Linked DNA regions of Mus musculus: region 2 is linked to region 1. The links are chromatin contacts, called in public promoter capture Hi-C maps. All regions are on one chromosome and are shown on one strand. The core of a region is the stretch at or near the end of the contact, and the rest is flanking DNA. Distances in the headings are between cores, read along the strand shown. Region 1 holds the start of C6 (complement component 6). Region 2 holds the start of C7 (complement component 7).

Evidence for each region. Capture Hi-C pulls out chosen DNA fragments and counts their contacts.
Region 2: a contact with region 1 is called in a promoter capture Hi-C map of pancreatic islet. The contact joins the promoter of C7 here to the promoter of C6 in region 1. A contact is called at or near these places in 9 of 39 promoter capture datasets (the 3T3-L1 cell line, cranial neural crest, embryonic stem cells and 4 more), 1 of 484 Hi-C or Micro-C datasets (uterus) and 2 of 9 other capture datasets (adipose tissue and pancreatic islet).

Annotation. Positions count from the first base shown.
Region 1 is chr15:4,724,562-4,730,240 of GRCm38.p6, forward strand. C6 (complement component 6) reads left to right here and starts at 2,649. Exons shown (of 16, transcript NM_016704.2): 1 at 2,649-2,756.
Region 2 is chr15:5,061,692-5,067,370 of GRCm38.p6, forward strand. It overlaps C7 (complement component 7), which reads right to left and starts at 2,082. Exons shown (of 18, transcript NM_001243837.1): 1 at 1,966-2,082. The coding sequence starts at 1,971.

The DNA of each region.
Region 1 (5,679 bases), core at 1,399-3,898:
ATGAATACTATAAGAGTAACCACTTTCTGTTTGTATCTAAGGCTCATTCCATAAGACCCGACCTAGTACCATTGAAAAGACCAAGAACTATAACCAGATAGATCATGTTCTCTATGTGAGAAATGACTAGTGTTATTCTGCTATGTGAATATTGAATTAAAATGACTCCTAATGACTTATTGCAATAGCCATAGATCCAAACATCTTTCAGCTCTCATCTGAGAAGTTTCTTCTTGAGGTATTTTAGAATAAACAAAGATCTTCAACTGATCAATGTACAGAGAAGAAAAGGCTGTGAAGTGCTCAGCCCTTTCTGGGACATCTATATCCCACTCATCCTCACATGGCTCAGAGATCTTCTTGGAAGAAAGGGAAGAAACAAGGCAAGAACTAGAGGTAGTGGAAACCATCAAGAAAACAGACACAGCAGGGCAGTTTGCCAATATAGACTCATGGTGATTGTGAAAGCACATGCAAACCTGTGCAAGCTCCAGCCAGATAAAATCCAGGCAAAAAGTGTGGAAGGTGGACATACATCACAAGCCAAGCAGCTTTTGACATTTTATAGGCTCTGGAAGAAGGAAAACCAGTTGTCTTTAATGATATCATACATGGTAGATCAACCACATGCCAAGGCTTGAAGACTAGCTGATTAAACAAACAAACGAAGGAAGGAAGGAATATCAAAGTTGTATGGGAAAGAATGGGAGGGAGCTCAAGGAAGGAGTTGGAGAGGAGGTGAAGTTTTTCAAAATATATGAAATTCTCAAAGAATTGATAAAAATGTTTAAAATAATAGATACACAATACATTCTAGCTTCTCAAGTATCCAGTAAAATGCCGGCTTTGTGCCAGGTCCAGGAAACACAGTGGATCAAGGAGAGGATGCTACAGTTGGTAATGTAAACAGTGGAGGCTATTGCACTCACTGATAAGTGGATATTAGCCCAGAAACTTAGAATACCCAAGATACAATTTGCAAATTCACACAAAAAAATCAAGAAGAAGGAAATACTTCATTCCTCCCTAGAGTAGGTAACAAAATACCCAAGGAAGGAGTTACAGAGACAAAGTTTGGAACTAATATGAAAGGATGGACCATCTAGAGACTGCCCCACCCGGGGGTCCATCCCATAATCAGCCACCAAATGCAGAAACTATTGCATATGCCAGCAAGATTCTGCTGAAAGAATACCCTGATATAGCTGTCTCTTGTGAGGCTATGCCAGTTCCTGGCAAATTCAGAGTGGATGCTCACAGTCGTCTATAGGATGGAACACAGGGTCCCCAATGGAGGAGCTAGAGAAAGCACCCAAGGAGCTGAAGGGGTCTGCAACCCTATAGGTGAAACAACACTATGAACTAATCAGTACCCCCAGAGCTCGTGTCTCTAGCTGCATATGTAGCAGAAGATGGCCTCATTGGCCATCATTGGGAAGAGAGACCCCTTAGTATTGCAAACTTTATATGCCTCAGTACAGGGGAATGCCAGGGCCAAGAAGTGGGAGTGGGTGGGTAGGGGAGTGGGGGGGGGAGGGTATAGGGGACTTTTGGAATAGCATTTGAAATGTAAATGAAGAAAATATCTAATAAAAAAGGAAATGGCACACAGGCTGATAGTGTCAATCACTTAGAGAAGATTGTGTGAGCAGGAGGTGGGGACATTAAACACAATCGATTTAAACTCAATTTCTAGTCATTTTTAAAGTAACACAAAAAAGGAGAAGACCATGATAGCCCAACACATTCCTATTTCTTCTGTGTGTAAGAGTTTTCATCTATCGTTTCCTAAGCCAAACAGTGCAACTTGTCACTCCTCTTAGTCTACTCCCATACTGACTAACAAAGTACATTTACTGCATTTGAGACTGATTAGCATTTTCCTAATGAGAACCTGCAGTATTTGTCTGCAAGAATGGTCAGGTGGCGTGTGGATACAGGACATGTGGAAGACCTAGTAGACAGACTCAGGTTTTCCACAGTTGGTTGCCTTTGACTTGGGATTTTCTTGGCAGAATCACTTGGTTTTGAATCTATTGTCACTAGGAGAGAAAAAAAATGGTTCCTAACTGAATACAAACGCTCCTGAAAAAAAGAATAACGGTTTCATTTTAATTCTTAATTTCCTTTGCTTCCATTCTGTTCTGTTACACTCACAAGTTTTCTCACTAATCAATTGCCAGCAATTTTACATATTATAAAAATATAGGGCATTTTATGTGATCTTGGTTCTCAGGCCCCTGTCAATACCTTGGAAGCCCCATGATTGCCAAAACCCCGAAGAAAGTTAATTTCTTAGTACATTGGTTCCTCAGTAGCTAGTGTCCAAATAAATTTATTGTACACTTAGAAGAAGACCTATGCACAGGTTTTTATCCTTATCTCTAGAATTACCTCTCACTCCACAGGACAAGTGGAACCACACCTACTTTCTAAAGACTTCTCTGCAGCCACAAGAGCTATTGCAACAACTCTCAATGTGGAAATCACTGCAAATAACTCAAGACCATAGAAACTGCTATACTTAGAATTTCGGGATTTCTGCTTATCTAAGCTAATTATTTCAAAAGTCGGAGTTTCGACACAATATTTATTCTGTCAACAGTTTAGGTCACCGTTAGGGTTTTGGGACTGTACTTGTGTTTCCCAGTAGTATGAAGGACGCTTTGGATGCTCACACAAACCCCTGCTTAGCGTGCGTGTCTTTGGTTTCTACATCCATTCAGGTTCCTGAGCACAACTAGGTCGATTTGAAGGTAAGTGATCTAATGATTTCTATTTCAATTTTAATACTTCAAAATTGTAGATCATGTTTCCAAGAGACTCCCCGTGTCAAGAGAGAAAGTATACTTCTCAGACTATCAGTGTTTTTTTGTCTTTCTTTTGAATTAAGAAATATCTACTTTGCTTAAATCTCAAAATAACCAAAGGTTCATAGACTTTGAACCTCTTGTAGTTAAACCGCAGTAAAAGGAAGAGCAGACACATGCTTCAGCCAAGGTTAGCTATGTGTCTGGACTCCCAGCCTACAATTAGCAGTGGTAAGTATCCTTTTTAGAGCCTCTGGGACACCCATAAGATAAAATGTGAGCTATAAGAGGTTCAAGAAGTCTGCAAACAGATGAAAAAGGAAAGATAAACTGTAGCATCTGCTGAGATCTGTCAGGCCAGGTGCACTGAACTGCCCTGCAGATATGTTGTTTATGAGAGTAATGTGTTCCTAAAGGTGATGGGAAACTGTGAACTTCCTTCTTAACCAGGATTCTCTAATGGTCACAAAGCCATCTTTAATGGTTCAGTGAGACTGTTGACTTCTGGAGAGGTCAAGAGGGTAGAGCAATTACCAGAAAACTGCAAAAACAGCTGTCCTTCTACTGTGAGCCCAGATTAGAAGTTGTTTCTCAACTATTCTCAATAATTCTCTCTCTCTCTCTCTCTCTCTCTCTCTCTCTCTCTCTCTCTCTCTCTCTCTCCAATCAATCCTACCGAACATTTGTTAATTGATATTTCCATTAAAAAATATGTGCCAGTGAGTCAAATATTTACATTGACTATTAGCTACCCTTAAAGTGTTTAAAGAAATTGAGAATCAGCAAACAAGGAACTATATGGTAATATATGTTGAATGATGATAACATTAAATTAAAGAGACACTTTTCTTTGTTTGTATGAGAATTCCTCTTTTAAAAACAACAATAAAATCACCCTTTTTTCCCCTAATTTATTTATCATAGTACCCAGGAAACACACTCAGGACCTTGTACATACATGCAAGACAAGCAGTCAGATGCCGTGGCACTAATTGACATGCAAACCCAATAACTTTTCATCAAAACAAAGCTGTTATAAAAGGAGAAGTTGACAGCCAGTTTTGTAACTAGCATCATCAAATAAGTTCAGAGTCACCATCTTTTTTATATTCGTGTCCAAATTTCTCCTAGCAGATGTATGATCAAATAATAGATCAGAATATTTTATGCAAGCTCTGTCCTAAAAATGTTGATGATAATTGTGAAGACAATCCACCTCTGATTTCAAACATCTACAAATCAAAGCAGATTTGCAAAGAACTGAGGCCTAGTGATGTCACGCATTGCCAATTATCCCAACCATTCCCATACCAGGTATACAAAATTAAGGGTTTGTTTTCTTTCTAATATGTGTAGGGAGATTTTAGATAGTATATGTCTCTGCAAAGAATGATTCTTTAAGACTTGCAAGCGTTTACCTGGATTAAATCACCCATATTTTCTCTGATCTCTCTCATCCCTGTGCTTTTAAGATGCTGAGGCAAAAACAAACAAAACAGGAAATATGAATTACCAGGGAACAACAGTGAATAGGCAAGTTGAGTGATCTGTAAAGGAGACCTGATTTTACTATCAAAATAAACTAGGACTACAGATGCTTATGAGTTGGATTAAAAGAGACTAGCCAAAAAGCATGAGGAAGATCTTCAACATCTGCCTACCCTTTGCTGACAGAGACAATGGCTTCTATTTCTCTGTATCATGTTCACAGCCCACCAGGATCAGATACACAGATGCAGGTAGAATGCCATTAACATTGAAGACTGTATTCAACATGTGGCAGTGGATCTGGTGGCTTTTATTCTAGCCCTTTCCTCTGATCTGTCAGATAAGATAAAAAATCTAGCAAGAAAGTCCTCATTTCTGAGTCCATTAGAGAAACAATTCTGACACCCACCCTTGGCTTAAAATAAAATCCATTGTCCCATCGTACTGTTGCTGACATATCCTTTTATCACAAATAAGAAATGTAAGCTCATTACATTAAAATATAATCAGAAAATAATCCTCTGAGATAGTTAAAAGAACTATAATTCAGTAGGATAATTGGGCAATATTAAAACTTGTATGTTTGCAACATACTTGCTGTCTTCATGGATATGCATCTAAAGTGTACTAACACTTAATTACAGAGTTGTGGCAATTGCTTATACTGAATTTTCACAATGATGATAATTGTTAAACACAATTGGGGATAAAACTATGTAACCAACAACAGTGAATAGAAATAGTCAGCTTTGGGGCCTAAGTCTGTAATTCTAGCCATAAGAAGTCTGAGGCAAGAGGATAGGAAGTTTCAGATCAAATTGAGCTAATTAAGTGAGTTCAAGGCTAGAATGGGTGAATTGGCAAGACCTTATCTCTAAATAGCATATCAAAAGAGATCTGGAGACATAGATAATGGTAGAATATTTGTTTAACATGCATTGGTTTAATTTATAGTACCAGAAAACAAAACAAAAATTAAGGACATAAATATTTCCCTATTAATAGGAAAGACATTATGTCTTGAAAAACCTAAGCAGCATAATATGACTTCCTCTGCTGTGTGTGCATACATATAGCTAGGGTGTGTCCATATATTTTTATTGACATATAACAAGACATGTAACTATTAGTTTTTGTTAGAAATAAATAAACTGAGACATAATGAAGGTAAGTGAATGTCATTTTTTTGTTTTAGATGAAAGTTACTATATTAACTGCAAGAGCATTGTATAGATATTGTATTCATTATTAGAGCATGTGATATCAAATTGTGAATGTCAGGAACTAGTGGTGAGTTTTAAATAACTCCAGGTGCTCCCACAGCACACCAAGAGAACACACACATCCTGATTTTTATTCAAGCATGAGTCATGTAAACCTT
Region 2 (5,679 bases), core at 832-3,331, 340 kb after region 1:
CAATTATTAAGATGTGTCATCTTAAAATGAGGAAGGAAATTGATTGGCAGCTAATACAAGTATTAGAAAACACAGGTTAGCAAGGTGACTTCCTTCTTGGAGTAACGAGGATTCTAAATTGTCAAGTGAACCTACAAGGCACACTAAGATAAATTTCAAATTAGACTGTAAATCTAAATTTGTAGACTTCTTTGTTGCTGTAACATTGTAGCCTTCAGTGCATCAACTTGGCAGTTTACATTCAACTTTTAACTACTTCATTCAAAGGTTACTGAAAATCTACATCTGGGTCCTTCTCCAACTTCACTAGTGAGTATGGGTTCTGGACAGGTGGGCAGCACATTAACTGTGGGGCAATCCACATTGCCCAGTTTGCTAATGCAGCATGTTTGTTTTTAAATATCAAATCTGGCTCATTTGGTAAGGCACCTGCTGTGCACACGTAAGGATCTGAGTTTGGTCCCCAGCATCTGTAAGAGGCATGCAGATCCTTGTGCTCACAGATAAGCACTTGGAAAACCAGGAATATTAAAACATTAAAACACATGGTTGTCTCTCCAGAGAGAGAGAGAGAGAGAGAGAGAGAGAGAGAGAGAGAGAGGTGTATAACCTGCTCAGAAGGCTGGGGATGAATGTAGTTAATATTTATTAACCTGGTGACCTCTGCTCTATCTGGATGGCCAGGTGGAACTAGCTCCTTCTGACCCTTAATCTTGAGCCTCTTTATCTCAGTCAATCTACAGCACTATCCTGCCCCAAGAGACTTATCCCAAGTTAGTTTACCTTGAGCCAACTTGAGCCTGCTTCCTTAGTAAATACATAGAGCCTATCTTTATGGAAGATGCCACTTGGACTTGACCAAAATATATGTAATCATGTCTTGAGTACGTGGGACTGGGTTAGCATCAGGATACTTTTTCCATATTGTGCTGTGCTTAAATATGCCTAAAATAAACTACCCGGTGTCAGACTTTCAAAGTTTTTCAAACCAACAGCAGTTAACTGAGTTATATTAAACCAAATTTCCTTCTTGCCTCCCATGGTTTGATACTCTAATGGCTGTGGTGCTTGTAGAAACTGCCTCCAAACCCTGCACATACACACAAGCATCCACATAAAAAGCCAAGCGCAGCAGTATATACCTATGATCCCAGTACTGGAGATGCAGAGACAGGAGGGTATAGCAAGACTAGTCATGCAGGCGAGTGCAAGCTTCAGTAAGAAACCTGATCTCAAAAAGAAAAGGGAAAAAAAAAAGGAAAAAAAAGAAAAGAAGGCCAGCAATGGAGGAGGATACCATCTGGCATGCACACATACCTATGAACACACAAATAATAATAGCAATTCCAGCTTGGTTTTCCATCTTAAAATTTCATCCTGTAACAATGATTTCTGCCTTTGGTTGTTCATTGCATAGTAACTTTTAAAAATATATAATTCAATTATTTTGTGATGGTTTAACATCTATGTTGATAAGCCCATAGCTGCACTCCTGTTCTTACATTTCTGCCCTCACAGCCCTGACCCTTTTACTCAAGATTTTAAATTCTAACTTTCCAAAGCTACAGATTCCACTTTCTATAAAGCTCTTCTATAATCTAAGCAGGACCTTGCTGCATGGCCCAAAATGAGAATTAATAAATGATCAAACTGGATACAACTTATGCCGTAGAAGTAACAAGGGTGCCATTGTGTTCCTGTATTGCTTTCTTGGGATTTCCATAAACACTATCTTCAGTTCCCTTGTCCCAACTCTCTCAGACTATAACTGCAAAGCAAGAAAGACCCATTCACTTTGGCTGAACTATTAAAATTTTACTTATATAAGGATTATTTTTCAAGTCACTCATAGACCTTTTACCTCCACGTTTTCCACATCTTGCTCTTCTTTGATTTCTTTCAGATAAGTGTGACCTTCCCCTTTGAGGTGCCTTCAACTATATAAGCCATACATTATTATCTTACCTGCATGCTTGGGAAACACTCAGTACAGAAGAGAACAAGAAAATTTCATCTGTAAAGACAGGCAGGCTCTTGTCTCCCCCACAGTCTGTCCTGCTCTGAATTCTTTTTCTGCTCACTTATAAAGCCAGCTGTGCTGAGTCTTCACCAGACTCTCCAGGGACACAGAGAGCCTGCCTCTGTACTTGACCTGTGCCTTGATGCCAGATGCATTTTATCAGTTACACAGACCTTTGCTGCAACCAGCTGGGACCATTTGGAAATCACAGATATGTTTCTGGGAAGTATATCTGTTAATTAGGAAAGACAGTAAATGTCTTCAGTTCATCATTTAAGTGATTTCCAACCAAAGGAGACTGTAACATAAGGGCAAAACCTTTTTACTACTTTAATCTACTAAACTGAGTGCATGTTCTCATGATTCTCTTAACAGATATTATAAAGCAGATTTTGAGATTGCTTTGTGAAAGGAGAGTTCTTGATCCATTTTCTGTTTTAATAACAAAGTACTTGAGACTCAGATCTTTAAAATATAAAATTGTATTTGTCTCATAATTCTGAAAACGAGGAAATACAAGAGCATGGAACCAGTATCCACATAATATCTATGAGAGTTTGTCTTTAAGCATCCTGACACAAGGTATCACTTGGAGAGACATCATAAGTGTGGTAGCAAAAGTCTCTCTTTGGTCATTTAAAAACCACTAGTGCTAAAAATAGGAGCCCCATTCTCATGACTTCATCTATTGCTTAGAAGCCCTTCCTCAAAATAACCACTAATGTACGATGGGTACTAAATTTTGGAGGATAGGTTTAAGCTGTAGTAGATCTGGATGTAGCTCCATCTGTGAAAAGTAAATTCTATGTTTGAGAATGGATTTTTTTTTTCCTGGAAACAAATGGAGAATAACATTTTTTTTTCTTTGACTTTCACAGATTAATCGCAAAAAGTGTTTGGGGGCTACAGCCTGCATGTGAAGTCAAAGGAATCTGTTCCCCGCTTCCACCATGTGAGTTCTGAGAATCAAACTCCAGTTTTCAGGCTTGGTCACAAGCACCTTTGCCCACTGAGACATCATTATGGCCAGTTTTCAGTTTTCTTTGTTCTAAGTTATTTTATTTCATGTACATGAGTGTTTGCAGGCATGGATGGATGGCTACCATCCCTCTGTGTGCCTGGGGTCCTCAGAGGCCAAAGGAGGGCCTTAGGTCCCCTGGAACCAGAGTTATACATAGTTTTAAGTCACCACGTGGATTCTGGGAACTGAACCTGGATCCTCTGCAGGAGCAGCAAGTGTTCTTAACTGCTGAGCCACTCCTCCAGCTCTGATTCAACTTTTTAAAGAAGCAGACTCATAAAGAAGCAGACTGTGTCACCATAGTCTCAGGGCGTGATGTAGAACTAAATGCTTCCTTTGTTATGGTCCCAGAGGGAGCAGGACGTATCTTAATCTCTAGCAGCAGCTGAGACAGAAGAGAAGAAAAGGGAAATGTTACCTTTCTGAGTTAGGACTCAGAAGGGCAGACACACCTAACAGAACCATGACTTTAGCAGATACACAGAAGGTAGAATTCTCAGAAGGAAAAGCTCATTATCTCATTGAAGGGATAAATATTCCTCCCAGCTTAAAAGCCTGGTGTTAGGTGAATCTAAGCCAGGTGACTAATCAGCCCAACTGGACTGTCTCCACCCGGGGCCATAGAGTCCATTCTCTGGACCAGAAGGAAATAACTTTCCCTTGATTGACCTTTAATGCTACAATGTCACATGGGTGTTTATCTGTTTGAATTGCCAATGGGGAAACCATTAGGATAAGAGCTTTCAATATAGATTCGGTCTGTACTGCTGGCAGTTTGGCTGCTGGCATAAGCTTTGTGGACCTTTCCAAAGGGTCAGTTGGGAACCAGTGTCTGGAAAGCACTTAAGGAAGAATGGAAACTGTGAATCAGGATGAGTCAAATGGGGGTCATGTGTACGTACAGGAGAGGAACTGGAAGCATAACGTGGGATTTTTCAGTTTAAAAAAAAAAGCCTTTAAAAGACAGACAGAAAGTCTAAAAAGATTCTCATAACATAGCTGAAAGAACCTAGTGGGGAAACCCCCACTCTGTTCCCGATTCGGCGTGCACCCAAAAATCACGAAAAGGACCGTCTTGATGTAAATACACGAGGCAGTTTAATGGCGGAGCTCTGGGTCGAAACATATCTCACGCAGGAGACAGTGGATTTGACCACGAGACTTGAAAGCTAGGGATTTGAGGAATTGGCGTGGTTTCACATGATTGGTCCATTTAAACATCAGCAGACTGTACATGCATGCAGATCAAGGTAACAGCAGAGCATCTGGTTAACATTTAACTTAGGTCAGAAGGACGGGAGATAGGGAGGCGCCGGGCCAGTCCAGACATTCTTGTATGTCTTCCCTATCTTTATGGCTAGTTGGTTCCTGGGATGACTTTACAGCCTTTGTTCTTTGTTCTAAGCCCAAAAAGCCCTCCTAACTAGCAAGCCGCGTGAGTCATGGACCTTGAATAAACTTTTTGGCTAGGGCTTTGAAGTCTTGAATTTAGTTTTCTTTCATTCATAACAATTAAGCAGGATTTCAAGTCTGACTCCGAGAAATGAAGGAATTGACAGCAAGCTAATGAGGAAGAAAATGGTGATTCAAGGAGGAAGAAGTAACCCTGAAGAGCCACATTGGTGCTCAGGGAAAGCACCCAGCATATTCCTGCAAGTAGGGGTGCCTTCAGGAAGACCAAGGTCACCCCACTTATGTAAGTGGAACCATCGGTGTGAAAAAAAAAAACACAGCTGGAATCGTGAAATCTTCTGGCAATTGATATTTTTTTAATTAACAATGATTTTTAATTTATTTTTATTAGATATTTTCTTTATTTACATTTCAAATGTTATCCCCTTTCCTAGTTTCCCCTCCGAAACCTCCCTATTCCCTGCCCCTTTTCCCCAACCCACCCACTCCCTCTTCCCGGCCCTGGCATCCCCTATACTGGGGCATAGAATCTTCGCAAGACCAAAGGCCTCTCCTCCCATTGATGGCCGACTAGGCCATCCTCTGCTACATGTGCAGCTAGAGCCATAAGCCCTACCATGTGTTTTCTTTGGTTGGTGGTTTAGTCCCAGGGAGCTCTGGGGGTACTGGTTAGTTCATATTGTTGTTCCTGCTCTGGGGCTACAACCCCCTTCAGCTCCTTGGGTTCTTTCTCTAGCTCCTTCATTGGGGACCCTATGCTCGGTCCAATGGATGACTGTGAACATCCACTTCTGTATTAGTCAGGCACTGGCAGAGCCTCACAGGAGACAACTATATCAGGTTCCTATCAGCAAGCTCTTGTTGGCATCCACAATGGTGTCTGGGTTTGGTGATTGTATATGGGATAGATCCCCAGGTGGGGCAGTCTATGGATGGTCATTCCCTCAGTCTCTGTTCCATACTTTGTCTCTGAAACTCCTTCCATGGGTATTTTGTTGCCCCTTCGAAGAAGAATCAAAGTATCCACACTTTGGCCTTCCTTCTTATTGAGTTTCATGTGTTTTGCAAATTGTATCTTGTTATTTCTAACTTCTGGGCTAATAGCCACTTATCAGTGAGTGCATATCATGTGTGTTCTTTTGTAGTTGGGCTATCTCACTCAGGATGATATCCTTCAGATCCATCCATTTTTCTAAGAATTTCATAAATTCATTGTTTTTAATAC